Linked DNA regions of Anas platyrhynchos: all the other regions are linked to region 2. The links are chromatin contacts, called in public Hi-C maps. All regions are on one chromosome and are shown on one strand. The core of a region is the stretch at or near the end of the contact, and the rest is flanking DNA. Distances in the headings are between cores, read along the strand shown. Region 1 overlaps LOC140003403 (a long non-coding RNA gene). Region 2 has its middle 22 kb from the start of BCL2L10. Region 3 holds the start of LEO1 (LEO1 homolog, Paf1/RNA polymerase II complex component).

Region 1 (3,091 bases), core at 20-2,519, 83 kb after region 2:
AGCTGAACAGAACCCCAAAATCTTTTCCGGCAGCTTATCACAACTTAGCTAACCCCAATCCTTAAAAGACTGCTGTATCTCAGTACACCAAGGAAGGTCTTTGTCAGGGACTTTCCAAAAGCCCTCGGCAAACCTGTTACACACAGGGTACAGTACAGGCCTCTGAATTTCACAAAACGTCTGAGATGCCAGGAGTAAGAACCGGTGGGGTGGATGTCAGGCACAGAACAAGCCTAGGCATTATTTCACTTTGAAATCTTTTGCCAGTCATTTGGAAACTCACCACACTGTTCTGGGAGCCTGGAAAACAGAGGACTTCAAATGGAGCATTTCGTGTCCCATCTATACGTGGTCCTGGAGAAGCAGCAGCAGATCTCTCAGATAAATTGAAATGGGTCAGTGAAACAAACACGGCAGAAAACAATTCATAAAATCCCTCCAGATTTTCAGCTGCTTTTTTTGCAGATGACTCTTCTTTCACCCTCTGGGACATCCATTAAAATGAGACTAAAATATGCGTAGCCCAAGGGATTAACCAGAAGATGCCATGAGTTTGTTGGGAATAAGCAGACTATGCCTGCAGTAATAAAGGGCACAAACATACTGCTATTAAACACTGCCACAGGCTTCTTTGGTAATTGTTGTCTGTTCATAATAGCTCTGTATCATAGCCCACTTAAATAGAAAAGAATATTGGGGGGTAACCTTACCACTTTCATAAATGATACCACACTCATGAAAATACTGACAAATCTGGATAGGTGACTAGCATATGTTCATTTTATTCAGCTAAAGAGCAAGACTATCAGACAATTCATCCACATTAACTCCCTTGTGGTAGAGCTACATCTTACTAAACAATAAAAAAAAATTATCTGCTGCATGGAGCTCAAGCTCTGTGAAAATGTATCTACACCTCCCTGAGTAAGCAGAACACCAGACACTACTTACTAGCACTCACAGAGTTAACCTCTGTGCACTGCCCTCTTCAACTGGTTTCAAGATTATTTGTTTAAACAAGTTAACAGAAATGTCAGAGGCCATTTCACCAACTGCATATGACGACAGCCTTCTTCCTCCTCTATCAGCAGAGAACAATTACACACTGGGAGACAAAACTCAACATTTACTAATGTTGAGTCAGAGTAGGAAAATTTGTCCAGAAAATACATGCAAATGCAAGAAAGCCGAGCCAGGCTGCTGCATTCTGTCTTCCCGCTCTTCCGCTCTTCCCTCAAAAATGTTGCCTAAACAGGGAATGCCATTCCAGCTCTGGCTCGAAAAGCCCCGTGGAAGAATTTGGCACATCAACCACCTCATCCGTTCCCAGTGCTCACTCATGAGTACTGGGAGTAAATTGACATCTGGATAAAGCCTGGTGAAAGTTAACAACTTCTGGTTATATCATGCAGGGGACATTCTTCCAGCAGCATCAGGAAACAGCAAGCCCTTCTGAGGATGGGCTTGTGCACAAAACACAGGAGGTTTTGGATCTACTCCAGGATTACAGGCTCCAGACTTTCTATGACAGCACGGACAAATCTTCCTGGCATTTCCTTCAAACCACAGCTCTGACCACAGGGGACTCGGGAGGCTGCTGCCATCCCCCTCCAATAAAGAGCCTAGGACAAAGGGGTAGCTAAGTGTCGGACATGATACGGGCCTTCATGTAATTCAGTTTGATTTGTCTGTAGGAGCCATCTCTTCGATGCTTAATGACACATACTCAGCAATAACAGTGCAGAAACAGCAACTTAGCAGCACCAAAAACCCCCAGAGAGCTGCACAACACCAGCTCCCTCGTACACCTCTCCTCGCTACCTTTCCTTTTCTCTAACCAGAGGTGACTTCTGCAAAACTTTCCTACCATCAGGATAACAGCGTATTTCCTCCCCATAAGGGTACTACCCTATAGAGAGACTTTTTGGAGACACCCCTCCACACATAGCTCTGGTCAACAAGTGAAAACACAGCCAACCTCCTAACCCTCCCTAGTTTCTAAGAGCAAGACTTAGAACAAGCTAACAAAAAGAGCCCTGAAACATCACTTCTAAAATTTCTGAGTACACTTCTAACTTCTGATTTTCAGGAGAGTCTAAAAAGCAGGTGAGATGCAGTGAGTTACTCAGGTACAGCACCATCTTTTTCCTTCCAAAAGACTTAACCTTAAAAAAAATGAATATTCTCTACCAAGAACATTAGTCCTACCCTCAGGAGACTTGAGATTTTTCTCATTAGGGAAAGTAGAGAGATTTACTAAGTCAGAGAAGCTACAAAATCCTTGTAAACTGCCAGGTAGAAGTCTCATTTTGTGAACAGACATGTTTATGTTGTAATTTTTCTAGATGCATACCATAAAACATCGCCCGGATGCGTATAAACACCTCTGCAGTAACATGGAAGTGGCATCGCAGAGCTGGGAAATAGCGTGGCATCCAGGGGACAGCTGGACCTTCTGGCCCTACCGTCCCTGCCTTGGTAATGTGCAAGGAATGCATGTATCCAACTCACACGCTTCATTTTGGGCACTTACACTGTGCTAAAATGGGGGTGTGATAAAACATTACCTATCTTACCTCTTAATTCTCCCCTGAGGACCCAGTCTGCTTTTAAAACTCTCTCCCTGATTTGCCTCCCACAGCGGGAGGTCGTGTCAACAAGTTAGTTAATGTTTGCTTTGAGGATGGAAAGTGCAAAGTACTCGGCTCTGAGCATTATTATTATACTACTGCCTGTATTATTATAACACTGCCTGCTCTGGCAATGAGCATCAGGGCAGGTGATGGTTACACCGGAGTGAGTCCCTTTGTCCTTTTGCCTCAGCCACCAGCACCTGCATCACGCTTCAGTTATCCAGGAACACGAGCCTTGCCTTGCCTTGCCTTGTCTTACAGCTTAATTATAAGCCACTTCTGGTCAATCATGCACCGAGAAACAGAGCAGAAAGGCCAGCCATTGTTCACACTGCACATAAAGCACTGCAAACGACTTCCAGAGCACCTCCAAAGGCAGCGCTGTTTAGGTGAGGAGACCCCCTGTGGCAAACAGTCAGGCTGCAGTAGTACTGTGGCAAAGGCTATAAAGAAACCAA
Region 2 (3,346 bases), core at 592-3,091:
GAGTCCTTGGCCTTGGACCGCAGAAGTGTTTTGTAACCATTGCAACTGGTGCACACACTTCATTAGCTGATGGCCATGACAGGACTTTTTACCGAGGGTTGACATGGCCTTTCCCTATGCAAATATACTCCAATAAACCTGAACACCTCAGCGGCCCTGTGTTTATCTATTCTCAAGCAGGCTGCTGTGTGTGCCACCACGCTCCTTCACATCAAAGGTTCCGCTGGAACCCATCCCAACCTCCCTACAGCCCCATCCCCACGCCATGTCCCTGAGAACCTGCTATGTCCTTGCTGCCAGTGCCTGTGCCAGGCCCGACAGCAGTGGTGCGGTGGAGGTGGGTGTATGTGCAGCAGCGGTGCAGTGGGGAGCCAGCTGTGAGGCTTTAGGTGTTTCCCAAGGCGAAGCTGCTGTTTGACGCAATGGGCTTAATAATGACTACGGGGCTATTTAGGCTGCGGCAAAGCCTCGGGGAGCACTGTGCTGCCGGCCCTGGGGGAACCGGACACAGGTATTGCACCATTTGCTCTGTGAGCATCAGCAGTTGCAGGCGGGGGCAGGGTTTCGCATGATGTGCTGCACCCACAAGTGAGTCAAAGCACTTCAGAGCTGAGTGCTATGCGAGGCAGGCAGCGGCTACCGCAGCTCTAGGGGAACCAGTGTGACTTTGCACCTGGGGAAAGCCCGTCCTTTTCAGGGGGAGCGGGTTTCCCCCAGCGGTGAGAAGTCAGCAGATGGGAAACACATGAGGACTTTTTGTCAGGGGCCAGCCGCATGACACACCAGGCCACAGCATGCCCAACATCGAGCGCTGTCATACAGCAGTATCAGATGGTACTTCTTGCACCAGGGGTCAAGTGACTCTGAAAATCAGGACATGAAAGTGCTTTGTCAATGCTAAAAGCCCATGTGAAGGAGAAAGAATTCCCTCACCCCTTCCTCAAAGAAAGTTTGAGATCACAGAATCACAGAATCACAGAATCTCTAGGTTGGAAGAGACCTCAAGATCATCGAGTCCAACCTCTGACCTAACACTAACAGTCCCCACTAAACCATATCCCTTAGAGATCATGCAGATGATTTGAATGTTTTTAAGTGCTGACTGTGAGATGTAAATATTTTACACTGGGTAGCGGGATCTTCCCTTTCTCAGTTTCTAAACTAGGTGAGCCACTCACAGGGGAGTCTTTAGACTTCACAGACACAAGATACAGGGAGGGAACCCTGACTGCTTGAGGCCACGGCTGTAGGAAGCGCAGCTGCTGATGTCCATCCAGTCTGGGTGCTCTGCTGTGCTTTGCACTTGGAAGTTCATATGTTATCGGGGCCGGTGAAGGGACGCTGACCTCTCAGGGTGTGTGTACAATGGCTGCAGGCCTGCAGGTAGGTGTCTGCATGACACCAGCCTCGGCACGGCCTGATCCTTGTGCTTTGTCTCACGTGTTTGTACCGCTGCCTGCCAGCTCCACCAGCTCAGGGACAGCAGCCCCGGGGCCTGGACACCGTGCTGGTGGCCGAGATCTGGCCCTCGGCCTCCCAGGGTGGCTGCGGCTCCCTCTCCCTGGCCACAACACAGGCCCAGCAGCATCCTGCCTGGCACAGGTGGCTGGGAGCTAGAGGCAAACCCCGGAGAGAGGCTCAAAACTGGTTGTGGAAGAGAAGCCGTGCGCCTCACGACGTGCTGTAGAAGCCTGAACTGCCCTCTGAGAGCATGTCGGCCACTGTAAAAACTGCAGTAAAACACTGTAAAAACTGAGGCCGAGCCCCGCTGTCAGCCGGCAGGGTGCTGCAGTGCGGCGGGCAGGGCCCGGCTCGCCCCCGGCGGCGACAGCGGGGCTGGGATCCGCGGCTCACACACGGCCCCAGGCGGCCGCAGGCGAGCAGCCCCGTGTGGGGCCCGGCCCGGCCAGCGGGCGTCGCTGCCGCCCGCCCGCCGCTGAGGGAGGGCCGCCGGCGGCCGGGACGTGGCGGGGGCCTTCAAGACACGGTCCTGTCGCTGCGGCTGCCCGAGGCCCCGGTGTGAGCACGGGGGTTGGTTTGGAAGGACGGGCTGCTGCTGCTGCTGCAAGAAGCCTCCCGAGCCGCCGCAGCGCTGGCCGAGCGAGGGCCCTGCCTGCCATGCTCACAGTGCCGTGTGGCGCCCGGTCACGGGGCTCAACGCCACCCTAAGGATGCTGCCCTCCCTGTTCAGGGTTCTCTGTGATGAAGTTCAAAAAGAATTTTTGAAAATGTTAAAGGTTCAGGTGTACTCAAGCCTTTAATGGGTGGTTTCTCTCTCCATTAGGAATGCCTTTTCACACAAAACCGGCTTGCATCCCATTAGCGTTGCTCTGCTCATGTTTTCATACCACAGAATACCCTAACGGCTTGTAAAATTGAAGGCATTTGGGAAACCCTTGCTGTGCTTGAGAAGACAGAGGGGGCACAGAGCAGAATGGAAGAGCAGGGTGCCACATGCCAGGGCAGGGAGCGGTGGGCACGGCAGTGCTGCCCCTCACTGATGCAGTCCCCATCCAGAGCATTGGTCCCACAGGCAGGGCATGGCCACACACGGCTCCAGTCAGCTTTGGGGAGCAGCTGCAGGGGTCGAGAGCAGATAAACTGTAATAAACAATTGAGTCTGATCTCCTTCATACTGAAACAAATTGAAAAAAGCTCAGCAAACCCATATAACACGGCCCGCTGCTGATTTCACAGCACCACACAAGTGTGGAGAGACCACCAGCTAACACCCTCCTGAGAAACAGCTAATCGTTGCATGCCTCGGCCTTTCCCAACACATCCTGGTTCATAAGTTCATCGGCTTCAAAGTTGCATCTGATCATTAACCCTGAAAGATCAAAGATTACTTAAGCGTTTAAACTGCGTGTTTGGGATGGCTGAGACGCACAAAGGTCAGGCACAAATCTGCGACCAAAATCCGGGACAACCTTCCCAAAGTTCAGGAGGGAGAGTAAGGTTTAGGGGTTTGCTTCAGCCGGTTGCTGTCACCCAGCACCCAGCCTGGCTCTGTGGTCTGTGGGGAACAGGGACTTAGCTGGAGAGAAAAGGGAGTCCTGCAAGCCTTTCATTTGTGCCAGGCTTGTCTGGAAAAATGCTCTATCCTTGGGGATTTTCCCTGCCATTTTCATTCCTGCCATGTGGTGGGCAGGAGGCTATCCCTGCGGGCTGAGGCCCTGTCTCCTGAGCTCCTCGCTCCCCAGTTGGGCTGCTGGCCCTTGGCCCAACAGCAGGCACAAGGACACAGTGCCAGCTCGCTGCCATGCTGGCACTGCCTCTGGGCATAGCACAGCTTGGGCTTCTGTTTTTCACCTGCAGAAATTGTACCATATTGCCTCAGAGGGCT
Region 3 (3,285 bases), core at 493-2,992, 120 kb after region 2:
CTCTACCAAGGAGCATAATGACTCACAGTAAATCAAGAATTTTGTTGCACATATTTCAAAATTCCTTTGTATTACTAAATTTGATTCAGATGGAAAGGAATTTAAATGGGCTTTAAAAAAACGTTATAAAGATGACTGTAATTAAAAGCTTTGTGATTAATGACTTTACATTTAAGTTGGAATCTTTTCAAGCCAATATGAAGTAAACAATAAAGATCAAAACAGGCCTATAAGAAGCAAATCATTACCCCTGTATTTGGTCCTACCAGATTTCCGCTCTTGTTCCTCCTCATCAGAATGCTGGGCCCTTTCATCATCATCAGAGTTCTGCACCTTCTCCTCGTCAGAATGCTGGGCTCTTTCATCATCATCAGAGTTCTGCATCTTCTCCTCATCTGAGGCCTGCGGCCTCTCCTCCTCATCGGAGTTATGCATCTTCTCCTCGTCAGAGTTCTGGGCTCTCTCCTCATCATCAGACATCTGCGGCCTTTCATCTTCATCAGAGTTCTGCACTTTCTCCTCATCGTCAGAGTTCTGCTGCCTCTCCTCATCATCAGAGTTCTGCTGCCTCTCCTCATCGTCTGACTGATCACTCTTGTCCTCCTTGCCCCACTTCTCATCCTCTGAATGTGCCTTTTCAGAACCATCTCCCTCTGAATGATGACTGCCTTCATCTGACCCGTGCCCTCGATCATCCTCCTCATCATCGTGAGCAGCTTCTGAAGCACTGTGCTGATCCACATCTGACTGATCGTTATCTTCATGCTCAGAATGCCCTGAGGCTTCAGAGCGATTGTACGATCTGTCAGAGTGGTTGTCGCTGCCTGTATGATGGGATGCTCCTTCATCCTCGCTGTCATCTCCAAACAGTTCTTTATTACTAGGTTTTATTGCCTCCCTATCATCGTCCTGGTCACTGTCGCTTCCAGAAGCGTTACTACCAGAGCCAGCGTTCTCCTGATCGGAATCAGATTCGGATCCAGAGTCAGAATCTGCAAAACAGACATCGCCCTTTTAAACACGAAATAAAACATCCCTACGGGGAGCCTCACAAGAAGATGAGTATCGATTTAAAAAAATATTAATGAAATAAACAAAAGAAACAGCAACAACAGAGATCTGTAAGAAAGAAGCACGTGAGTTACCTACGACAACAAAATAGAAGGTGACACGAAATGAAAGGCGTAACGAAACCTGACAGGCGCCACGTTAAGGTCTCACCACCAGCTGCCAAATAAGATCCCGAAGTTGAAAAGGAACCAGTAATTGCACAAAACTGGAAACAGCGAGAATTTCAAACACGGAACGACGCAGTTTGTGAAACCTTTCACGTCTCAGACCGCCGCCGTTCCCTCAGACCCAGCTCCCCCCCCTGCAGCCTCTCCCCGCCCCGCCGGGCAGCACACGGCGCTCCCGCCCCGCGCAGACCCGGGGCAAAGCCCTCAGGCGCCCGGCGTAACGGCGCCGCTCCGACACCGCCGCCCCGCTCCCCGCCCTGCCGGGAGCGGCCAAGCCCGAGCCGGGAACCGACGGCCTGGCCGGCCCGGGGGGGCGAGCGGCAGCGGCAGGGCCGGGCGGGGCCGGCGCCGCGCACCTTTCTGCTCGGCCTCCGAGTCGGCGTCGCTGCCGAACAGCTCCTCCATGTCGGCCATGGCCGCCGCCGGCGCCGCGCAGTGACGCGGTCCCGCAGCGCCCCCCCCGCCCACCCCCGGGCTCGGGGCCGGGCCCGCGCACGCGCCCTCCCCGCGCGGGAAGGCGGCCCCGGGCAGCCGCCATCTTGTGCCGCTAGCGCCCCCCCCGGCCCCTGCGTCCCCACACGCGGCGCCGCGAGGTCCCCGTCCGCCCCCAGCCCTGCTCGGGGCCGCGGTTCTCCCCCGCTGCTGTTTAAGCACGCTCAGGTCGCAGCCCAGCCGCCCTTGGCAACGCTCTGCTTCAGGGCACACCGAGAAGGGAAAGACAGCCACAGGCTGCCGGCTGCGTGAGCTCTGACGGAGCTGGATGAGGGCGCAGGGCTCAAAGCGCCAGAGGAGGATGCACAAGGAGCCAGGGCCGTTTTAGAGAAAAGGGGAGGGGTGTAACAGCACTGCACTTGCCTCCCACAGCTCCCAGCTCCTGCTGTGGCAGCATCTAACGCAGCAGGTAGAAAATCAGGTAGAAAAATCAGGTGGAAGGAGAGAGGGGCTGTGGAGATAGCCAGCTGCCCCAGGCGCTTCCCTTCCCCAGCAAGCCCAGCCACAAGTGCTTGAACCACATGGCTGAGCTGTAGTTCACAGGCAGACAACTGCAGCCAGCTTACTGCTGGAGTAGGACTACTCCGAGGACTACTACTTAAGTAGTAGTGCACTACTTAAGGAAAAAAAAAAAAACAGTAATTTAATCATTCAACAAGTTTACTGTTTTACAGTCTGACAGCATATAGTGCTGATAAGCTAAAAACACTCAATTCATATTTCCTCAATGGAAATTTAAATTGAACACATGCTCGTTTGTAGCTTACAAACAGCCTAGTTTTTTTTTACAGCTTGAATAACAGTACATCTTTAACATACAACAGTAAATATATAACTGTTTTAGAATATAGTATGTGTTTCCATGCTTAGATTGGAGCCAACAGAATCAACAATATGTGGTCATTTGACTTCTGCATTAAACCTGGAAAAGAATCTAGAAGAAAATGTACCACCTCTTCTGAAAAAAGACCTTGTGTTAACAGTATCTAACTATCAGAGTAATACCACTTCTACACTTCGAAACAAAGTCGTGTATAACATCCCACTACATCTGAAACCATTAAATCACAAGATTCAAGTTTAGACTGTTGACGACTCCTGGCTACAGACTGAATTCCTTCATTTATTCCAGAAAGGTTATACGTTGTAGGCAGAAAAGTGACTTGTAACTGTTCCATGCACCACACCAGGTGTCCTTCAACAATTTGGAGGGCCAAACTCTTCTGATTAAAGAGAAAAAAAGAATCTATGCCCATTCTGTCTATCCTGAAAGCTCTGACAAGCAGTGGAATACTTTGCTGCTGTCTGTAGAGCTAAACCAATTAAGAGAGGTGCTCTACTTTTTTCTGTGACAGGGCACCAGAGAGTTGCAACTTTAAAGCCTGTCTTTGACGGGAATATAAACCATCAAGCAGCTAAATTTAATTCTATAAAGAAATAAGGAAGAGATTTTGTCTATTATTTCCATAATCCAGCCTTTCATTTTTTCTCCTTCATCTTCAAACAGGAGATAATTACATAACTTTGTTTGATAATAGTAAGATAAGTCTCCATA

The links. A called contact is a pair of places that touch in the nucleus more often than the background predicts.
Region 1: a contact with region 2 is called in a Hi-C map of liver, with 2.2 times the contacts expected there. The contact joins two enhancer-like sites. A contact is called at or near these places in 2 of 8 Hi-C or Micro-C datasets (F1 follicle and liver).
Region 3: a contact with region 2 is called in a Hi-C map of small yellow follicle, with 4 times the contacts expected there. The contact joins the promoter of LEO1 here to the enhancer-like site in region 2. A contact is called at or near these places in 5 of 8 Hi-C or Micro-C datasets (liver, skeletal muscle, small yellow follicle and 1 more).

The regions. Positions count from the first base shown.
Region 1 is chr11:5,491,054-5,494,144 of IASCAAS_PekinDuck_T2T, reverse strand. All of the region lies in intron 1 of LOC140003403 (a long non-coding RNA gene), which reads right to left. Among named protein-coding and RNA genes, the nearest start is that of LEO1, 34 kb to the right of the region's middle. Within about 2 kb of position 1,269, at least 3 of the 8 cell types and tissues checked have an H3K27ac peak or open chromatin away from gene starts, as enhancers often do.
Region 2 is chr11:5,574,081-5,577,426 of IASCAAS_PekinDuck_T2T, reverse strand. No RefSeq gene overlaps it. Among named protein-coding and RNA genes, the nearest start is that of BCL2L10, 22 kb to the left of the region's middle. Within about 2 kb of position 1,841, at least 5 of the 8 cell types and tissues checked have an H3K27ac peak or open chromatin away from gene starts, as enhancers often do. A contact at or near this core is called in subcutaneous adipose tissue, where this site is marked.
Region 3 is chr11:5,456,633-5,459,917 of IASCAAS_PekinDuck_T2T, reverse strand. LEO1 (LEO1 homolog, Paf1/RNA polymerase II complex component) reads right to left here and starts at 1,742. Exons shown (of 12, transcript XM_072043476.1): 1 at 1,595-1,742; 2 at 267-992; 3 at 1-2. The coding sequence starts at 1,652.